Linked DNA regions of Mus musculus: region 2 is linked to region 1. A link is a contact called in public HiChIP or PLAC-seq data. All regions are on one chromosome and are shown on one strand. Each heading gives the region's core, a stretch centred on a gene start, on an enhancer-like site or on the middle of the called end of the contact. The rest is flanking DNA. Distances are from core to core; before and after follow the strand shown. Region 1 overlaps Myo3b (myosin IIIB). Region 2 holds the start of Gad1os (glutamate decarboxylase 1, opposite strand).

Region 1 (5,559 bases), core at 1,856-4,355:
GCTGTCCTGGAACTCACTTTGTAGACCAGGCTGGCCTCGAACTCAGAAATCTGCCTGCCTCTGCCTCCCGAGTGCTGAGATTAAAGGTGTGCACCACCACCGCCCAGCAGATTTAAATTCTTTTTAATCCATCACTGCATCCATTGCCTGTCCTGTTTTCCATTTAGGGCAGATTTCATAATACCCAGTAGCCCTCTTCTCATCACCAAGATTTATTAAAAAAAAAAAAACAGAACAAAACAAAACAGTTAGTTGGTGACATTGGTTAAATTCTCATTTGACTTAGAATGTCATTTGGAATTGAGGGATAAAACCCATGAAATGAAAATGTGGATATTAAAGTAGAGCAGAAAATGGATAATCTGCTTCTGTCTGAAATGCATCTGTTTAGAGTGAAATGTAATAGGATGTTCCTAGGAAAAATTACCTAGAGGGGAAAAAGCCAAAAGGTAGCTCTTTTGTCCACTTTTTCAGCCACCAAGTAGCTGGTAGTCAATAAAGTTACAAAGAATTGTTTTTTTTTTTTAAATAGTCTTCCCTTTTGGAGGACCAAGTCTTTCTATTTGCGAGTGTTGGAGGTTGTTCTTGTGCATACATGTGGGTGTATTTGATTATGAACCAGTGTGATGAAAAATTCTATTTCTGCCAGGAAAAAAAAATGGATCTCATACCCAACCAACATTTCTTAGGTATATTAATTGTTTTGTGGAATAAAACTGCATTCATTCATTCATTCATTCATTCATATATCTCATCATGATCTATTTTAATTTTATGTAGTCCCACACCTAGCACAGGGTCTGGCTAGGTATAGGGAGCACATGGTAGGTCCCTGTCTGTATGATGCTGACTGTGTGATGTTTGGGACATTTTCAAAGCTACATGCAGCATTCTTTTGCTTCTGAGCTGTTGCTGTTGTTGTTGCTGTTGCTATTGTTGTTGTTGTTGGTGGTGGTAGTGCTGGTGGTGGTGGTGGTGGTGAGCTGAGTGTGGAATTTGTGTGTGTGCATCCCTATAGTGCTTTTGTTGTTAGCTTCACTGGAGATAGTAGCCCAGGCAAATCTAAAATTAATAGATTCTATGTGGTGTGACCTTAGAGATGAGGAATCAGGGATATGGCTACCAGGTTGCTGCTGTTCTCACTCTGGGAATGTGGCATACTTCAGTTCTTACTGTGGAAGTGCTTCATGTGGAGCAGAGCAGCCCTCTTCAGGATCCTGTTCCTCTCTCTAGCGGTCCCTCTGAGCTAAGGAGTACTGTTCCGGTTTAGGAGAGGAGGGAGGAGGCAGGTGTACCAGGCCTGTACCCTCCGGGAGGGTGGGGACCATCCTAGTGAAGTCCGTTGGGCCACTCCTTCGCAGGGACAGCTGGTATCTTTACCCCCCAGCTTGAACAGACTGTCTGTGACCTTCCGTGTCCCTGTTTCACCTGGGACCCTGCTGGTTCCCTGTTCTGCCCTCCCTCTCTTGCATTCTTAAACCCAATTTCCAGCATCCGCTTACCAGGATGACCTCCCAATCACTTCAAAGATAAAGATCTCGGCTCTCCCCACATGCTGTTGGAAAGTTCTGCCCCAAATGAGACAATTGAATTCTAACCCAGTGCCATTGTTCAGTATCTTTATGATCCCTCTTCTGGAACCAGACTGGTCTAGTTAACATCCTGTTCTTGCTCCTTACTTTACTCCCCCAGCAAGCAGACAAGCTGGTGAATACATCAGTTCCAATGACGAGAGTCTGAGTCCCTGAGCTAGTCTGCAGGTGACTGTTATGAGTTCGGTGGGCACTACAGAGATGGGGAACACGTCCCTTTCTTTCTTTTTATTCTAACTTTTTATTCTCTGTGTATGGGTGTTTTGCCTGCGTGTCCATCTGTGTACCACATGTCTGCTCGGTGTCTATGAAAGCCAGAGGAGGGCACTGACTACCCTGGAACTGAAGCTGCAGGTGGGAGCTGTCACTCAAACTTGGGTCCTCTGCAAGAGCAGCAAGTGCTCTTAACCACTGAGCCATCCCCCGCAGCTCCCACCTCCCTTTAAGATCCCTACAGCGCTAAATGGAAAGGCAAGAGATCATTACTGACCAACAGCAGTGAGATATTTGGTCCCTTAGACACGCTCTTGCTTTCTGCCTCCCCCTGTGCTTCCCTGGACTCTGACTTCCTCTCCCATGTGTGCTGTGTGTGCACCGACCACTTCACTGCTCCCCCCAAAAGAGCATCTAGATCCACTGGATCCTGGAAGTCCTCCAACCTGAGTCTTGATCCTGAACTGATCGGATGCTTCCTGGGAACCTGTGGGCTCATCAGACACAGCATCGTTGGCTCCTGCTGCTCAAGGGTCTCTCACCTGGCATGCTGACCTGAAGGGATACTTCTTGACTTCCTATTCCTGGCTCCCCCTTTCTCTCTTTACCTCAGTCCTCTGCATACATCCCACGGTGTGTCACTCGAAGCTATCAGATGCTTCTCCAACTTCAGAAACTAACCATTAGCAATGTTATGTGTCCCGCCACATCTGTAGTTCTAAAGAGTGACCCTGTCGACTGTATCTGCAGCGACTGAGCACAGCACTGAGATGATTTGTTTCGATCAGGCAATGTGGGGAGGGAAGGGCCTTTGCAGCCTGAAGTTGGGACATAAGGAATCATAATTATCAAGTGAGATGCATGGGGAACCCTCAAGAGTGGCTGTCATTGTGCTTGGTGTGCTGATAGGACACACAGTAGGCTCACCCACGACTTGTCGACATCAAGTTAATCTTGATTAATGGGGGAGGTAAAGCCAGCAAGGGTTTGATGGATGTGTCATCTCCTCCCATAATAGTCATCTGAGGCCAACCCACTTAGGACCTGCATGGGAAGCAGGGCCTTTCCTCTGGGGCTGGGGAGATGGCTCAGCAGTTAATATCACATCTATGACATAACATTGACACAAAACACATGCACAGAATAATCTTTAAAGAAAGTCCTTTTGTGCTGGCACTCCGTACATTCTGATGAACGCAGTCTGCTTTGTTTTCTGGGCCTGAAAAGGTCTGCTGTTCGCTGAAGAAATGAACGCTGCACAAAAGCTGGATTCAGAAAATAGGTCACCCGTGTGAGCTGCAGTTATTCTCCTTCAAGCTTTCTTCTGGGCTTGCTGGAGATTGCTTTTTTGCAAAGGGCAGATGTGGCTACCCTGGCTGAAAGGCAACTGGTGTGTGTGTGTGTGTGTGTGTGTGAGTGTGTGTGTGTGAGTGTGTGTGTGTGTGTGAGTGTGTGTGTGTGAGTGTGTGTGTGTGTGTGTGTGAGTGTGTGTGTGTGTGTGTGTGTGTGTGTGTGTGTGTGTGTGAGGCTTTGGCTTTGGGCCCCTGTCAGGCATCACAGATTCTGGGTCCTCAGAGCTAACTCTGTCTTTGTCTGGCTGTTGAACTCCTACTAAAAAGGGGAAACACTTTTTCAGTACTGATTTCCACATGAACATACACATACACCACACATGCCTTACAGCTACATAGTCACACATGGTTAGGTGCACGATCCCTGTACACATGGACACAGCACACAGAGAGCACACACATGCAGCTAACATGTTCACAGCCACTTGATTGGTCCCCTGCAGTCTATAATAGAGCAGGCCCGTGGGATTATAAAACACTTTATTTCTGCACACAATCTCTCAGCTTGAGGCCAAATTGAAGGGCATTAGTCATTAGTAATTTGTAGTTGCTTTTAAATGTATTTCACTCAGAGACGGTTTAAGGCAGCCACAGCTCAGATTTCTCCAGGCTTTGGTAAGGAAGTGAAAAATCTGATCATTTAGTTAATCATTGTCATGGTTGTGGTTACGTATTGTTCCTTAGTGGTGGCCACATCGTGACTGGCTTTTGAATTAGGTAGCAATCTGAACAATATTAAGCAAATTGCATTATGTCCCACATCTCTCTTTCTCTCAGTATTGTTGATGTTTAGTGTTTAAAATCCATTGACCATCGTCAATAAGGAACCTCAGAAGTCTACCCAGGCATCAGTGGCTTCAAACCTGGGTGCTCCCTTGGAGGTTCAGGGTCAACAGCCCCAGGCTTGATCAACTCAGCAAGGATCACCTACAACAAACTTTGAGAGACTAGTTCAGCTACCTCACTTCTCAGATGAAGGGGAGGGAGGGTGGTAAAGGCGAAGAGACTTCAGAGATTTGCCAGGATCGAGATGTCTGTTGTTCCTGGTGTCAGTGTCCCCTAAGGAAGGAATGCTTCATGTTCTGCTCTAGAGTCAGCCCGCATGGTCATTAGCCCCTCATAAGCAGTGGGGACATAGATCCTTTATGGAAGGAGGGATATACCATGCTGTTGAGACTGTGGCCTCTTCTAGCTTCATTGCCTCCCTTGTCAGAGGGAGTCGTGCATGCCACCCCTAGTCCCCTCTCCCCAGAAGGTTGGTCTTCCACCCAACCAAAGGTCTAGAGTAGGAAAAACTATTAAAAAGCAAAGACAAGTCTACTGTTCACGACATCTGCAGCTCAGCCCTGCAGGAAGTTCCCACCCCTCTGTTCTAGGTCCTGTATACCTTCTCTTGCCTCTTAGGTGGTCTTCTTCTTCATGTCTGTGCTAATATTGTGTTTCTACAGAGGCACTGAGACAGGATGGCAGTGCCAGCCCACACATACTGTCTCACGTGTCAGAATCCACACTAAATGCAATGATTCTGGAAGCTTTCCCCAAAGACAAGTTAAATGAGGTTGCCCGGAAGCCCTGGCAAGAATGGAATGGAGCAGTGACTTGTGGCCAAAGGATAAATAAATTACAGGGGTATTTATTGGCTGCCGGCTGTAGCCATCAGCCTGGTGAACGGTGAACCCAAGAGAGACTGAAGAAAAGTCAAGAGCAAAGGAGTTCAGAGGGCAAGAGCAGCAGATCTGAAGGGCCTGTGTGGATGGATGTCGGAGATGCTTGGGCCCTGCTCTAAAAGCAATAGTGATTTTATGGACTCACATAGGTTCAAAGAGACCCCATGAGAGACAGCTGTGTGAGGACGAGATGCAGGGGGCTGGGGCAGGAAGGGCAGCTGATAGAGGGGTAGCCAAGATGACAGGAGGCCCACAGTCAGACAGGCTCTGCTTACCAAGCCATTCACCTTGCAAAAGGTTACATTCTGTTGCTGCAGGGTCATCTTTTTCTAAGGTGACCTACAGTGACCTGGAGAAAGTGGTGACAGGCACTTACCCTACAGATATATCTTAAGTGTGGAGCTGACAGCACCTTCTGTCTATAAGCAGGCCTTCATTAACTGGTTACATATTTGTGAAACAATTTGGAACTTTCTGGGATTAATCCACCTAGCACATTTAGAAGATTCCTCTGCCATTCATACTCAGCCTTCCTTGACCTACTCATAGTGTTTCCTATTTTGATAAAAATATTTAGATTTTTTTTTTTATCTTCTGAGCATGAGTTTTGCCTGCATGCATGTCTATTCCTGATGTCCTGGAAGGTCTGAAGAAAGGATCAGAGCCCCTGGAACTAGAGTTATGGAGATTTGTGAGTGGCCATGGCCATGCTGGGAATTGAAGCTGGGTCCTCTG
Region 2 (5,559 bases), core at 2,036-4,535, 500 kb after region 1:
GATAGATAGATAGATAGATAGATAGAGAGACCCAGCCTGGTTTGACTTGTGATATCTACTATTGTAGAATATTCTTTTCTTTTCCACGTGGATTTTGCTAAAGCCCTAGGATTGAGAGCTTTTAATTCCGTTGTCAAAGAAAGACATGGTTGAAAATTTCTCCATCTAGTGCCACAGGTGAAGCGTCTTTACAGAGTCTTGGAGGAAGATTAAGGAGACAGAGGAAGGCCGCACCTAGGCAGAATTGTGGGTACTTAGGGTCGGGAGGATTTATGCTTCCTCCCTCCTGACCAGCGAGTCTTGAGTGATTGACATTAGTCAGTGACACCCAGATTCCTGACTGATGTCACTATATCTTTTAACGAAGGCCAGGAAAGGGGGCGTGGAAGAAACTCCGAGTTTACCTCCTCGTAAACAGTTTCAAGATATTCTGAAAAGCTCTGAGGTGCGTGGTTTGAGGGGCCATTTCCTTCGTGAAACACACACACACACACACACACACACACACATACATACCTAACAGGATCGCAGGGGAACTTCTGTTCCAACTCAGCTCAGCCCACCCTTCGGGTGCTTTTTGTTTTTAAAATGTGCGGGGGCTTTTATGTGAGGCCCAGAGAAAACAGCAATGTTCTCTTTGGTCGCAAGGAGCAGCTTAGTTACTTCAATCCCTTTTGTTGATCAGACCGTATCCTCCCAGCCCTGAGGCTTCCAGCTCCCTCACGAAAATTTCGGTGATTTATACTATTTGTTTTTGATGTTTCCGTTGAGTGGTGATGAAAGTCGCTAAGATGGTCACAAAAAAAGAGACAGGCCTGGGATAAACCATCGAAGACCCAGAGGTGCACATGAATAAACCGGTCTGCTGCTCCACAATATGAGGGAAATCTCTATGAAAACGAGTAAAGCGATCATAGAGTACTCCCCATCACTCAGACAGGCCCAAAAATCCAGTTTGTTTTGCCCCTAAAGGATGAGAAACGGAGGGAGAGGAAAAAGAAAGCCAGGAGGTAGCGGCGAGAAGGCTAGAAGAGGCCGGCCGTTACAGAGCCTTTCGGGCATCTCCAGGTGTTGTCTAGGGCGCACCAGGGAAAAGGCCGCCAGCACGGGGTCTCTGTGTGTTTGGCGCCCTCTGGTGGAAATTTTTTCCAATACCGCCTTTTTATGGTGGGGGACTTCACCCCGCTCAGTAATGTGCTTAAATATTGCCAAGAGAGAATCATTGAACAGCGTGAAACTGAAAAGAAGCGAGGAGAGCGGGCCAAGACACGGAGTGCCGTCCTGGCTTCCCGGAGCCACCCTCCATGCTCTGCTGCCCCAGGCGTGTGGAGCGGCACTCGTGCGTGTTATTAACCTTCAGACATGATCAATTACGAAGATTTCTTTTACCCCTCTCCAGGGAGAGGGCTCAGAGAAAGGGAAATAGACCCCTTGCCTCTTGTGGTGCCAGGTAGCTGTGTTCGAACGAGGTAGTGTGGAGATGGACTGGAAGAAGAAACGGGAGTGCAGAAACTCCAGGGTCTGTCTGGGTGGTCCCCTCATCTCCGCTTTGCCTGTACAGCCATACTGGCTCAGTAGAGCGCTCCCTAGGACACCACCCAGAGAAAACCTTCTGGAATCGCCAATCCAGGACAACCACAGGAGATTGATCAAGGCAAAGCAAATATTCTAGTCTTCTCCAAGATACGGGATGGAGGGCTAGGAAGAGGGGAAGGAAGAATCACCCAGTGAGACAAAATTCTTCGTAGGAATTATATTTTCCCTTGCCCTCACCCAACATCGCCTATCTCAAAAATAATTTAAAAACAAAAAACAAACAAACAAACAAAAAACAGAGCGTGCTGAGTGCATTCTGGATTACTCATAGGACTTTGTCACACACACCCTCCTTTCTGGTCGCAAACCCGTGAGCTGGATTTATAATCGCCCTACAAAGCTCCAGAGGCAGTCAGACACCTGCAAAGGAGCCCCAGCGCTCCGCGGACGAGCTGCCCCCGCGAGCAACGGCCTCGTGATTCCCCCCGCCGAGCGGGTCCCCGCCTCCCCACTCCGCCCCCGCCTCCCCCAAGCCCAGCGGCCGCCTCTCCGGATCTCTCCCTTCTTCAGGCTCTCCCGTGCCGGACCAGGGATCGTGCAAGCAAGGAAGCAGCCCTGGGGTGACACCCAGCACGTACTCCTGTGACAGAGCCGAGCCCAGCCCAGCCCCGGGACGCTTCGCAGAGGAGTCGCGGGAGGGTCCAGCTCGCTGTCGCTGAACCGAGGTGGGTAAATACCGGATCGCCCGGACTTGCCAGAGCCCCGCCTCGGTTATTCAACCCGGTGCCCTCAGCCTGCGGCTTCTTGTCCAGCCCTTTGCCTCACCCCACCAGCACGCGCCTGTCGCCCACCTTCCACAGCCGAGTGCTTCCCGCCAGTCCTGTCGCAGCTGTGGTTTGGCGCACCCATCCCCTACCCTCCTCGCTCTTGAAACCCTTATCAATTTCATTCGGGAGGACACATAAGGGCTGAAGTGACCCCAGAGCCATTTTTTGCCTGCGCTTGGGGGATCGGAGCTCACGGCTGTCGGATACGCGCCTGGGTAGCAGCGGCAGAAGGTGCGAGGAGCGATAACCTGTTACTTCCCCAGCACCCGCGTCCCACCGCCGCCCGCGGAGCTGCGAGAGCGCGCGGAGGTTGCGGGGGGGGGGGGGGACAGATGCTCGGCCCGAGGGACGACACGCAAAAGGCGGCTGGTGGGCTGCGCTCTGCGGGGTCTTAGATTTACCCAGATTACCGTTCTCCTCCCTCTCCTCTCATTCTTTCGCCCGCTCCTTCTCCCCATCTCTTCCTCTTCTCTCGCCCTCTCTCCCTCACTCTGTCCACGAACAAACACCAAATAGGGGAACCGCGCACTCTTCTATCCGAGGTCTCTTGCGCCCTAGGCGCAAATTCGCCACCGGGTGACGGTCTCCTTTTTACCCTCTGCCACCTTCTCTGGCTCAGTGAAACGAACTCTGGGGACTAGGTAGAGTAGAAACAGTGAATCTGGGACGGAGCCTCGCTCTAGGGTTGAGAAAGCTAGAAACGAGGTGGGACAAGAAACTGATCAGCAAGGCTTCGACACGCTGCCTTTTGGCTGTCTGGAGTGCAAGGTGACTGATTCTTAGCGGGTCAAGTCCTGAGGGGCGGAGGACCTATTTCTTCTCACCTTGTCTCACCAAAGTCCCTGTCCCCGGCGCTGTGAGCCTCCTTCTTTCCAAGGAATTGGCCAGACACAACAACGGGAGCCAGACACCGAACCAGACGTGCCCGCCCCGCACGCCCTCCCCCCTCCTCTTCTGCCCGTTCACCAGGCTGCTGGGAGCCCAATGGGGCTTGTCTCGGCTGGGCTGGAATTTGCTCGATGAGTGCTCCCTAGTGCTCCTGGCCCTATCCTCACCCCATCCCTCGCGTCCTGCACCCGCCTCCGGCGCCCCTTAGCTGTGAGCCTCACTCGGAGCACCCCGTTGCGCCTCTAGACTTGAGAGTCGCCCGGGGCTACTGTGCTTGCGCCCCAGTCCCAGAGCTAGCGAGCGCCTCCCCACCCCCTCCCACCGACCGCGCACCAGGACCCAGCCAGCTCGCTGCCCTTGGTCTCCCTTCTGTCTCCGAGACTTCGGTGCCCCGGGCCGCAGGACCTAGAAGCTCTCCCGGCACAGCTCTCCCTTCTGTTTGCAGCCTGTTCCTGCGCCCAGTCTGCGGGGGACCCTTGAACCGTAGAGACCCCAAGACCACCGAGCTGATGGCATCTTCCACTCCTTCGCCTGCAACCTCCTCGAACGCGGGAGCGGATCCTAATACTACCAACCTGCGCCCTACAAGTAGGTCCTGCCCCAGTTTCCTATTAAATGGACTGCAGCGAGGGTGGGGGCGCTGGCACTGCGGGAGGCTGCGCTGTCGGAACGCGAAAGGAGAGCGTAGAAATGATGGAGGCTGAGAAACAAATGGGGCCCTATTCCAGGTTCCTGCTTAGAGGTCATTTGGCTGCCAGGGACGCGAGGTTACTCCCAGGGCACCGAAGAGCAGCGAGGACTTCACAAGGGCCGGGCAAGAAAGATCTTTGGGGTCTAAGGGGCAGAGACGTTCAAGGAGCTGTGTTGTGTTTTTGTGTCTGGCGGGACAACAGGGGTCAGAACAGAGGGGTAGTGTGAGGAACCCGGAGTCTCAGCGAGAACAGTTTCCTAGCTCTAGGTTTGAGATGAAACCTGACCTCCTCCTCTCCTTTCCTCCACCCCCCCCCGCCCCCAGCGCTGTACTCACAGTCCATAATCAGGGGAAATTTCGACGTTAATTGCAGCTTTTAGAAAACTCTGGGTCCCTAATTGCTCCAAATTTGCGTCTAGCTATTGACGAGTGAGGGCGAAGCCAGGGGCGTAAAAGGTGCACAAAACTGCCTGAGATTCAATTAATTACATCTTAGAGACAAAAAAAAAAGGCGAGGGAGGGGCATTTAAGCATCATCCAGAGTGACGGGGGGGGGGGCACCTTGGCAGCTAACTAGGAGGAGATGTGGCTTGGCAAGCCAGGAGGCAGAAGCACCCCTGTGCTTTTTTCTAGAGACCTGTCAGCAGGTGACAAGTCTTGGGGAGAATAGAGAAACCAGATAAAAGGGCATTTATGCTTCCCCATCCGATCTGTCTCTAATTCAGCCTGACTTTCTAACTCCACATAGAGGACTGGAGTCGTGGGATTTATCTTTTTTCCATGTTGGGGTTAAGTCTTTCACCACCCCTCTCCCAAAATTCTATCAGCTCCAGACAGCTCTGCGCCCCCTACCACCAGAATCTCTACAGAAGAGGAGCTGCGGGAGATCTGTGTGGTTGAGAGTGCTTTATTGTTGGCGTCTTTATGGCACTTATTGTAAGCCCCGTGAAAACAACAGTTCCCGTGTACACAAGTGGCAAGCTGAAGGCAGGAAACCCCCCTTTGAATTTCTTGGTGCAGACTCTGAGGCAGGAGACCCTAAGTCCTCAGGCCACCTTGCAGTTCTCTTAGCAGCCCCCCCCCCCTTCCTGCACACAGGCAAGCGACAATTGCCCACACAACAAAGCAGATCCCAGGCAGAGTCGTCAGTGCCGGTGGCACGTGATCCAGGCCTTGGCGGTGGAGTCAGCAGTGGGAGCTGGCCTGGCCGAACTCGAGGCCTGCGCCCCTTTTGTCTGTAGATTGAACCCTGATAGATTTATTTTCCAGTCCTCCCCACATCTTACTCCAGTCTTTATCCCCCAACACACACCGTTATTCCTTCTGCAAGGTTGGGGACCACCCTCCACACTAGGCACCTCTACATCCTAGCAGACTACCCCATAGTTCTCAAATGCCCAGCCTCAGCAAAGGCCAAGTCGATAATCTGAGTCCATACAAGGTGTGGTACCTCCGGAAACCACCTAAATGGAGGCCAGAGATCTAAGGACACCCCACCTCCACCTCCCTTCCCTGGGAACCCCTAACCCTTAACTGGAGAAAGCCTGAGAGAGCTTGCCTGCTCTGTCTAATTTCTGTCCTCCCTGGAAGACACACCCCCACCCGCCCAGTTTGCTG

What was found. HiChIP or PLAC-seq counts read pairs in DNA pulled down with a chosen protein or histone mark.
Region 2: a contact with region 1 is called in an H3K4me3 HiChIP or PLAC-seq map of embryonic forebrain, with 5 times the contacts expected there. The contact joins the promoter of Gad1os here to the enhancer-like site in region 1. A contact is called at or near these places in 13 of 39 promoter capture datasets (the 3T3-L1 cell line, 3T3-L1-derived adipocytes, the C10 cell line and 9 more), 1 of 15 datasets of contacts at CTCF or cohesin (embryonic stem cells), 1 of 484 Hi-C or Micro-C datasets (large pre-B cells), 15 of 115 datasets of contacts at active chromatin or transcription factors (SST interneurons, VIP interneurons, differentiating embryonic stem cells and 9 more) and 4 of 9 other capture datasets (adipose tissue, liver, macrophages and 1 more).

The regions. Positions count from the first base shown.
Region 1 is chr2:70,063,001-70,068,559 of GRCm38.p6, forward strand. The region is part of intron 2 of Myo3b (myosin IIIB); the gene reads left to right. Among named protein-coding and RNA genes, the nearest start is that of Myo3b, 27 kb to the left of the region's middle. Within about 2 kb of position 3,106, at least 22 of the 459 cell types and tissues checked have an H3K27ac peak or open chromatin away from gene starts, as enhancers often do. A contact at or near this core is called in embryonic forebrain and neural stem cells, where this site is marked.
Region 2 is chr2:70,560,072-70,565,630 of GRCm38.p6, forward strand. Gad1os (glutamate decarboxylase 1, opposite strand) reads right to left here and starts at 3,286. Exons shown (of 3, transcript NR_040496.1): 1 at 3,188-3,286. Gad1 (glutamate decarboxylase 1) reads left to right here and starts at 2,058. Exons shown (of 17, transcript NM_008077.5): 1 at 2,058-2,261; 2 at 3,697-3,839. The coding sequence starts at 3,761.